3 separate regions of the Sus scrofa genome follow, and all the other regions are linked to region 2. The links are chromatin contacts, called in public HiChIP or PLAC-seq maps. All regions are on one chromosome and are shown on one strand. Each heading gives the region's core, a stretch centred on a gene start, on an enhancer-like site or on the middle of the called end of the contact. The rest is flanking DNA. Distances are from core to core; before and after follow the strand shown.

The links. HiChIP or PLAC-seq counts read pairs in DNA pulled down with a chosen protein or histone mark.
Region 1: an H3K27ac HiChIP or PLAC-seq map of skeletal muscle shows a contact between it and region 2. The contact joins the promoter of C3H7orf26 here to the promoter of ZNF12 in region 2. A contact is called at or near these places in 2 of 5 promoter capture datasets (fetal liver and liver) and 2 of 2 datasets of contacts at active chromatin or transcription factors (alveolar macrophages and skeletal muscle).
Region 3: a contact with region 2 is called in an H3K27ac HiChIP or PLAC-seq map of alveolar macrophages. The contact joins the promoter of ZDHHC4 here to the promoter of ZNF12 in region 2. A contact is called at or near these places in 1 of 5 promoter capture datasets (liver), 1 of 47 Hi-C or Micro-C datasets (heart right ventricle) and 1 of 2 datasets of contacts at active chromatin or transcription factors (alveolar macrophages).

Annotation. Positions count from the first base shown.
Region 1 is chr3:4,625,711-4,628,951 of Sscrofa11.1, reverse strand. It overlaps C3H7orf26, which reads left to right and starts at 1,979. Exons shown (of 6, transcript XM_021086073.1): 1 at 1,979-2,267; 2 at 2,675-2,896. The coding sequence starts at 2,076. ZDHHC4 (a long non-coding RNA gene) reads left to right here. Exons shown (of 8, transcript XR_002342216.1): 8 at 42-657.
Region 2 is chr3:4,453,158-4,456,338 of Sscrofa11.1, reverse strand. It overlaps ZNF12 (zinc finger protein 12), which reads right to left and starts at 1,328. Exons shown (of 5, transcript XM_005653056.3): 1 at 830-1,328.
Region 3 is chr3:4,642,438-4,645,829 of Sscrofa11.1, reverse strand. It overlaps ZDHHC4 (a long non-coding RNA gene), which reads left to right and starts at 2,088. Exons shown (of 8, transcript XR_002342216.1): 1 at 2,088-2,189; 2 at 2,657-2,850. It overlaps LOC110259843 (a long non-coding RNA gene), which reads right to left and starts at 1,993. Exons shown (of 4, transcript XR_002342218.1): 1 at 1,129-1,993.

The sequences.
Region 1 (3,241 bases), core at 730-3,229, 170 kb before region 2:
CAGCCTCGCTGCCTAACATGCTGCTTCCTCTTCGTCCCCAGTACCTGTTCCTGACCTTCCCGAGGATCGTCTTCCTTTTGGGCTTTGTCCTGGTGCTGAGCTTCCTCCTGGGGGGCTACCTGTGCTTTGCTCTCTACCTGGCTGCCACCAACCAGACCACTAACGAGTGGTACCGAGGCGACCGGGCCTGGTGCCAGCATTGCCCCCACGCGGCCCAGACCCCATCAGCAGAGCCCCGGGTTTACCGGAACGCGTACTGCCGTGGGCTTTGGAGCAACCTTCAGGAGATCTTTCTACCTGCTGCTGCACATTATGAAAGAAAGAAGAAATAAGAATGGGAAGAGTGGCGTTCCCTTCGTGGCTCAGTGGTTAACGAACCCAACTAACATCCCTGAGCTGGTGGGTTCGGTCCCTGGCCTCGCTCAGTGGGTTAAGGATCCGGCGTTGCCGTGAGCTGTGGTGTAGGTTGAAGACACGGCTCAGACCTGGCGTTGCTGTGACTGTGGTGTAGGCCGGTGGCTACAGCTCCGATTGGACCCCTAGCCTGCGAACTTCCATATGCCACAGGTGCGGCCCTGAAAAGTGGAAAAAAAAGGGGGGTGGGTGGGAGAGTGTTACTGCCTTTTAAATATAGTCTACATTATTTATACATATGTATGCTGACTTTCTAAGCATTGGTTTTTGGGTTTTTTTTTTTCTCGTTTCTGCTATACTTAGGAATCGGCTTTCAGTGGCTAAGGAGGGGAGGAGAAAACTAGTGTCCACTGAGGGCTCCATCCCTGCCAGGTGCCAGGCTGATAAATCCTGTGGCAGAAATGCCCCTTGCTTACCCTCTGCTCACTCAGCCAGATGGATAGGAGCATCCCTGAAGTCCTGGTGCCAAGGGGATCAACACTGGCTTCTCAGAGGTTCCAGCTGACCCTGGTCTGCTGGGCTCCTGGACAGGAGGAGCCTTAGGGCTGTGTCCCCTGACAGGCCGGAGGCCCTCAGTGCCTTGGAGGTGCTCTTGGCTGCACCCTCTTTGATGTCCTTTCCGTCTTTCCCAGGGAAAGGCCTCGGCTCCCCCCCACCCCTAGACTCTTTTTATCTTAACCACATCCAGCATCCTCACGTAGGCCCACCCTCAGGCCACAATGGGCTTTCACAGAAGGCATATTCCTGTGGCTTCTTGCTCGCCCTCCACTGGCCTCTTGCGGCCACATTCACGTAATTTCCGCCCTGTTTTTAAAATCCCATGCTAAGCATCCAGTGAATTGATTGCAGAGGATGAAGGCAGGAAGAGATTCATACAAAGTGCCGAGGGTTTTTAGGTTTTCCGGTCTTAGTCTTCAGGAGCAGGACACCTGATTCCCATGGCTCTCCCAGGCTAGGCCGGGCCTCTGGAGGGGACTGGGGAATAGCGACTCTGTGATAGGCTGCCTTATCTGTCACTGCAGCCCTGTGAGTTCAGAGGAGATGCAATCTTCACCTTTAAGACGAGTGGCTGAGGCCTGAGCCAGGGCCCTGCTGCCCATCCCTGTCCTTGGAAAAGCTCGCTGCAGTCACATGCTTTGAACCCCAGGCAGAGGAAGCCAGGGGAGCTTCGGGCGGCTCTTGCGGGAGTCGGGATCGATAAGACCCCGGGGCCCTCACTGGTGGGTGTGGCACCCCAGCTCGGCGGGGCGGCGCGGAACCCAGGCGCAGGGCGGCCCCTTCCGCGCCCGCGGGCCGCGCCGCCAGGTGGCGCCCTGCCGAGGGCGGGCCCTCGCCGCCGCCTTCGCTTGGCCCCTGCGGGCCGCCGTCGCCGCGCTCGGTCTTCCGCCGCCGTTCGGCTCAGCGGCGGCGGGTTCCCAGTGCTCTCGGTCGCGCCGCAGTCGCACCGCCGGGGCGCCCGCTGGCCGCCGGCGCCGGCGATGGCCCCCTGAGCAAGCCCGAGCGGGTGGCGGCGGGCGGGCGGGCGCCGCGGCCCAGGCACGGGGTCGGCGGGCGGAGTCCGGGTCGCGACCTCTTTGTCTCCGCAGCGGCGGGCGCGACCGCGGGGCCCGGGGCGGAAGTCCCGACGCGCTCCCGGCGCCCCGGGCCGCCGCGGCCGCACCATGAGCGACATCCGTCACTCGCTGCTGCGCCGCGACGCGCTCAGCGCCGCCAAGGAGGTGCTGTACCACCTGGACATCTACTTTAGCAGCCAGCTGCAGAGCGCGCCGCTGCCCATCGTGGACAAGGGCCCCGTGGAGCTGCTCGAGGAGTTCGTGTTCCAGGTGCCCAAGGAGCGCGGCGCGCAGCCCAAGGTGCGGCGGGCGGCCGGATCAGCAACCCCGGCTCCCTTTCCCCCTCCCGGTGACATGCATCGGCCAGACCACACACTCCCTTGCTCTCAGGGGCTCCGTTCTCGCGCTTGGCCTTGCTCCGTTTTGCGGGGCGTGTGACAGCCATGGCTCTTTGGTGTTGAAAGGAAGAGACTTTAAAGACCTGTTACGGAGAATCTTAAGCCGCAGTAGGTCATCTAAAAAACACCCCAGGATGATGCGTAATGACATAGAGTGACATTCTCTGAGATTAACAGTAGAGTTCCACTCCGGGGACCCGGGATTCAAAGAGGTGAACAATTCCCGGGGGAAAGTAGCGTATTTTGTGTTTTTACTGTGTGAACAGATTGGCTAAATGTGTCATCGCTTCTCCTGGATTTGTTTTGCAGAGATTGAATTCGCTTCAGGAGCTCCAACTTCTTGAAATCATGTGCAATTATTTCCAGGAGCAAACCAAGGATTCTGTCCGGCAGATTATCTTCTCATCCCTTTTCAGCCCCCAAGGGAACAAAGCCGATGACAACAGGATGAGCTTGTTGGGAAAACTGGTCTCCATGGCAGTGGCTGTGTGTCGAATCCCAGTGTTGGAGTGTGCAGCCTCTTGGCTCCAGGTACTTCTCTAGAAATAGAGTCTCTTCTCTTGAGGGTCTCTGAGGAGGGGTTTACTATCAGGATTTTTAACTTCATTGGATTTCTAGAGGGGCCATTTCCACATGTTAGCTCCTTGATTCACTGCCCTGTTTGCTGATACCCAGACCTATATTCACAGGTGAGCACCATACTTGGGAAAACAGTAGTTTCTTAATGGTAGGTGAATTTTAAAAGGCTCCATCTTCAGAACAAGTGACAAATTATTTTTCTTAGTTGAAAACAATAAGGTAGGATTTCGGAAACAGCTGTGCACGCAGCCTCAAAAAAAGGATTTTTTTTTTTAAGGATCATTATATGTCAGATTG
Region 2 (3,181 bases), core at 79-2,578:
GAGATTGTCTTTACCCTGTAGAAGGTCCTGGAAGAGTCAAGAGGGAGCCCTCACCCACACACCTGTAACTCCCACTTGTCAGTGGTGATTGTGTGGGTACATTTTCTCATCAGTGAATGACCACAGAACCCTATTACAATAATCCTCCAATATTAAATATAAAATTTAATAAACAGTTATAGACGTCTCTTCTTACTAACCCCCATTAACAACTCAAACTCAGAAAATCCAAAGATGCTCTGAGTAAAGGGATACAAGCAGGAGCGGCTCAGACTTTCAATTACCTGGACAAGTATCGTACATCGCACTGTAAGCGCGACGCTCAAAAAAACTTTTTATTGAGAAACTAACTTTAAGTGGACAGACCACTGGCCTGCGACTTTGAGTCCTGTAAGCAATCCCACCTACAGACCCGGTGACCTGGCACAAGTTCCTCCCTTCTCAGGTCCAATCTCCTCTACCCTCAACCAAGGCAGTAGGACAGGTGCCTCGCAGATTCATTCCTCACTCCACTGTGTGGTTCTGCAGGGCAGAACCTGGAGAGGAGTCAGCGGACACTTACATTAGAGAACCACGGTGCTGATGGGCCTTTACAGACCCGTGCGGAATCCCTAGAGAGCGAGGGGCAGGAGTGTAGGGATGTGGAGAAAGGAGGGGACGCAGCACGTCCGCGGCGGAGCCTCTAACCACTGCTCCCCCAGGACCCCCGGAACTCCCAGCCGGCCCTGCCCTTTGATCTCTGGGAAGCGGTGAAACCCTCCTGGTTGCTCTCTCCTGGGGCTCGGGGTGGGCTTCCTCCAACCCTGCTACCCGCCGATGCACGACTTACCTGTCGGGACTCGCTGACCCGCCCGGGGCTCCCGAAGCTCCAGGCCGGGGGTGGCTCCTCCGGCGAGTGCCTCTCCCGGGGTCCCTCCTCTCCGCTTCTCGAGGTCGCTGGGCTCGAGGAGCCGACTCTGGGCCTAGGGGACAAGCTCCCTTCAGGAGAACTTCCCTTCCTGAGGCCTAAGTCGACCTCCAGGGACCTCACCGTCCCGCGCGCTACAGACGGTCGGGCCCGGGCCCGGCCGCCCCTGCCCGCCTGGCCCCTCAGCCCCTCCTGCCCAGGCCGGGGGCTCCGGGGCTCGAGCTCGGAAGTCCCCGCTCGAGCCTCCACCCGGCCCGCGCGAACCCTCGCCCGCACAGCCCGCACCCGCTGGGTGCAGGCCCCGCCGGACGGCGCCCAGCCCCGCAGGCCCCAGAACCCTCGCCAGCCGGAGGCCAGAGCCTGGGAACGAAGGCCAGCGGCGACCGGGGCACCGACAGGAAACGGCTGCGGCGAGGCGGCAGTGCGCAGGCGCGAACACGCGCCCAGGGCGAGGCGCACAAACACTGGAGGGCGCCGGAAGTCCGCCTGCCAGGGCTCACAGCGAGGAGCCAGACACGCCGCCGGACTCTATTGCCCATAAGCCTCTGCGCCGTCAAGTTAGGGAACGTCGTAAATGTATCCGCTTCATCAGGCGGTTAAGAGGTGCTGTGCTGAGAGGACTGGCTGCCTGGAGCGGGAACTCAAGTCGCATTTGTCTTCGTTCCTGTTAAGGATCAAGGAAAGGTGTGACCTCAAGCAGGGCTGTTTGATGGCCTCCTGGAGCCCTGATGCTTAGCATGCCTGAGATATTTCTGGTTAGAACTGAGATTTCCCCATAACCAGGAGAGGAGAAGGAGTTTATCTTGTTCACGTAACTGAAATACTGGAAGTTTTCATTAAAACTAAAAGTTTGGAATAAAATAAATGCCCAGACATGATATAAAATAATATTCCCAAGGGCATAAGGTTTATCCAAGGAAGGAAAAGAAAACAGACATTGTAGCTTATCTAGATTACACAACTAACGCATTAAAAACTGCAGAAAAATCGGAAGTTCCCGTCGTGGCTCAGGGGTTTACGAATCCAACTAGGAACCATGAGGTTGCGGGTTCGATCCCTGGCCTCGCTCAGTGGGTTAAGGATCCGGCATTGCTGTGGTGTGGGTCGCAGACACGGCTCGGACCCCGAGTTGCTGTGGCTGTGGTGTAGGCTGGTGGCTACAACTCCGATTTGACCCCTAGCCTGGGAACCTCCATATGAGGGTGCGGCCCTCAAAAACCGTAGAAAAATCAACTAGAGAAAAAAACAACAGGAGTTCCTTCATGGCTCAGTGGTTGGAGACCCAACTAGCATCCATGAGGACACAGGTTCCATCCCTGGCCTCGTTCAGTGGGTTAAGGATCCAGCGTTGCCATGAACTGTGGTGTAGGTCGCAGACACAACTCAGATCCCCAGGTTGCAGTGGCTGTGGTGTAGGCTGGTGGCTACAGCTCCCATTGGACCCCTAGCCTGGGAACCTCCCTATGTCATGGGTGCGGCCCTAAAAAGACAAAAAGACCAAAAAAAAAAAAAAAAAAAAGAGAGAGAGAGAGAGAAAAAAAAAACCCCACAGATACTGGGGATCTTAGCAGTCAAAGAGGATAGTGTAAAATCATAAGGACGATGATTTATCACTTTTTTGGGGAAATAATGTAACTGTGTTCTTGGCCAACTTTTTCTTCAAAGCTGGTATGGAAAAAATTAAAATAAAATTTTCCACCCACTTCTAGAAAATCCTCTCCACAAATGTAGAAATAAAACTTCTATTGTTAAGTAATCATTAAACCAGACTGTGTTGCACATCACAGGCAAACTACTAATGAGAGTGCAAATAAAATGATCTTCTTTTTTTTTTTTTTTTTTTTGGCCGCGCCCACGGCATGAGGACTTTCCACGGGCCAGGGATGGAACCCTGCACCACAGCAGTGACCTGTGCCACAGCAGTGACACTACCAGGTCCTTAACTGCTAGGCCACTAGGGAACTCCTAAACCTCATCTTTTTATATCGCTCAGCAGATAATATCCAATGCATACATGTTCTCAAGATAAATGGTAACTTGTCTCATGTGAAAGGACTTGACAGCACCCTAACTTGCAGAGATCGTACCAAATTCATCCCATAATCGGAGTGGCTCTTCCCTGCTAGTTAATACACTTTATCCAAAAGAAAAAGAAAAAAAAAGTCTATCTCTATGACAAGCAGGTTGTTACAGCTCTAAGTGTCTGGCATGAAGCCTAAACTCCCCTGGCAACATAGAAAGAGATAAAGAGATAGTTCTGGTTCTTAACAAAAG
Region 3 (3,392 bases), core at 839-3,338, 190 kb before region 2:
TCACATATGTGTAGCCGAGGCGCAATTTAGTAGTATTTATTAAAATTAAAAATGCCCATGTATTCTGTGGCCCAGAAATTCTACTTCCTGTAGCTGTCCTAGAAAAATAGACCTATTTGTGGGTGATGAAGTCAGGGAGGTATTTCCACTGCAGCCCTGTTTGTGACAGCAGAAACTGAAATTAACCGAAATGTTTAGTAATAGGAAATTATATTAAAGGTTGCAAACTGGCAGCCCATGGACTAAATTTGTCCTGCGGGTGTGTTGTGTTTAACCGGAATGGTGTTTCATAATCTTGAATTAGTTGCCAACGGAAATTAGATTTATGTCATAAAAATCTAGATTTTTCAAATACTCCTAAAACACTGGAATTCAAGTGGACAGTCCTTTGGTCTGTATAAATATCTACTTCCGCTTAGGACAAAACACACCTGTTCCACATTGTCACTTTGCTGGTTTGTTATCTGCAAATCCCCTGTAGGCCCTTGAGTTTGGACCCTGACAGCTGAGTTATGGCTCAGTTAAATACTGAAATGCATATAATGAGATAAACACAATATCATACATCTATATGTAGTGGTGTGGAAAGATCACCAAGATATATTGTTGGGTGCAAAAAATAAAGACGTAGAACCACTATGTATAAAATAATCCTGTTTTGGTAACCAATAAATTATATATTCGTATATTTACACAAGAATGTAAGCTCTGAAGCTCAGAGATTTTTATCTGTTTTATTGCTATGTTCCAGTGCCTAAAAGAGTGCCTGGCATATACCGGTACTAAATACATGTCTTGAATAAGTACATATATAGAAATGTGTAAAAGTGTTGGGAGATACACACTAAATGATTAATTCTGTCAAGGGGCTGAGATTCGGGAGGGGTGATGATCAAGGGAGATTTCTGGTTTTGTTTCATATAGTTTGACTCTTACCAGGATAACATAATATCGTATTGGTTGCATACGTTTTTAAAAATGAAAGAAAAGTGGCCCAGCACAAAATACCCTAGGGGACCAACCAAGATTTAAAGTTAGGCTCAACTGAAACCATCCAGAGAAAAACAAATGGGGATAAAAATAAAGTTCTGCATTTATGAGGGAAGAAAGTTAATCAAAATACTTAACCACCAGCTCAGAATTAACCAGCAGGGTGATGAGTCAGCTGAGACACGACGAAATCCAGCCCCTCTGAATAGGTGATGAGGTTCCATCCATAACCACAGGGTTCCCTGGTGGTATCACATTTTCTGGTTTTTGCTTTTTGTTTTTCAGTTCTGTGTCCACAAGTTCATGCAGGCCTTTTACCTAATGTATCAGAAGGTGCCCGGGTTGGTATGTTTTTAAAAAAGGACTTAAGAAGCTGGGGTAGGCAGCAAAAAAACAGGAAGAGCGGGGCGCTTTAATGCTCGTGTTTGGAGATCAGACATTACTTCTCAAAGGGAGGACTGGCCTGGCTCAGTGACAAGCAGCTGTTCAGAGGCCTTTGAGAATAGGTGGTCTCAGCAGATTCGGAGGCGTTCGGGGCAAATGAACACCCCACAGGGGACTTCTCAATGCTGTGTTTGGAAGCAGCTCTTCTCTAGGTTCAACTATCACTCAACAGCCCTCTCTCTTATTCCCCAGGTTTGGAGTCAAGCGATTGTCATGCTCCCAGGAGCAGTATGTTCACAGCTGTGCCGAGACAGCAGGAGTGAAGACACTGGGACGGTTCGGACAGATCCCAGCGGTGTGACTGGCAGAACGCAAAGCAAGCTGTTCACCACGAAGACAGTGTCCGAGCCCCGCAAGTGTGCCCGCTCTGGGCCGCCGGGGCCCCTGCTCGGCTAGGAGCCGGGCTCTGACTGGGCTCTACCCAGGCCGCTGGGCGGCACCTTCCGCTCCACAACCTCGGCGTTCTGGCCACACAGGCCTAGAAGATTCCCAGCAACAGTTCTGTAAAACTGGACCTCCCAGCGGTCACACCTGACCGCGGTCTGGAGGAGCCCCAGCGGGAAGCGACAGTCACCGTCGAAGGGGCGGGACGAACGCGACAGGCCCCGCCCCACAGCCCTCCGCGGCGTTCCACCGGAAGTCGGGCTAGATCCCCCCTTCCAGCGTCGCGTGTGACGTCACGATTCCGCCGGAAGTCTGGGGACGCGCCCTAGAGGCGCTGGCGGGGTGCAGTTGGCGGTTGGCGGATCCCGGCGGTAAGTCCGCCTCTGCTAGCTTTTAGGTACCCCTGCTGGCTCAGGGGGGTTGGTCTCCCTGTCTGACCCGCCCTTCCCCCTTTTGTGTGGGGCTGCAGCTCCGCCTTCGCCCCGCCCGGCGCCCGGACACCTCCAGTGTTCCCTGTAATCTTGTCTCACCCGTCCCGGGTTCCAGCTCCCCGGGGAAGCACGGGCCAGGCCCACCTGCTGGAATCTTCGGACCAAGAGTATCCTTGGAAATGCCTTTCTGTTGGGTCCCCAGCGGGAACTCCTCAGGCATAGGAATAAACACCAGAGATCCAGAAGCTCCCAATTAGCTTTTCCACTCGAAATCTCATAACTCTGTTCACCTTGCGGGGTCTCAACAGCGCCCCCCCCCCCAACTTTCAGATTCTTTTCCACACTGTATTCAGCCCCTGACTCCTAGCCTGTCACGTTATGTGAATGTCGAATTGATGTCTCTGCAGCCCGATCCAGTCTCCTAGAGGAATCATGTCTCCTGAAGTTTTGGGTGCCACCTGTTGTGCCAGGCGTACGCCGCTGCACAAGAGGAGATGCCATTTGAATTCTCAGTGAATGTTCGAAGGAGGAATGTCCGAACTGCCGGCTGAAAGCTATGCAAACAAAATAAATATATAGGCTGGGGATCCTGAATCACCTCGTGAGAATTGCTGCTCTTTGTTTCCTATCTTATCTCATGAAGAGTTTTTACGTTTAGCTATCTCAGTTGGAAGTCCCTCCCAGAATATTTGCTAAGGCCAAAAGTAACTGTTTCCAGTTTATTAACACAGGTCTGTGTCTTGGCCTTGGTCCCTGTGGGTGATGCCGGGTTGTTGTGGTCACCGTCCTGGAAGGATGTTTTTTGGGACGCCATGCCTTATTCTGGCTGTGGGCCCCTGACTGCCCCTAGTGGATGCTTCTTCCAATAGTATCGTCAGCAAATTCTTTAGGGGTACATTTTGTATCAAGGTCCTTGAGAATATTTATATTTGGGAAAGTAAAAGAATGATTTATTGCTGGAGCAGGGGAGGCAAGTGCATTTTGCATATTATTCCCCTCAAATGTTGGTATTTTCAGGCAGGAGATGCTGCAGAGCAGACCGCAGTGGTTTGATTAGGAAACTTTTGAAGGAGGACCAGCTGGGAAGCCCCATTGACAGTGTGTGGTTTTTTTTTTTTTTTTTTTGCCTTTTCTGGGGCTGCT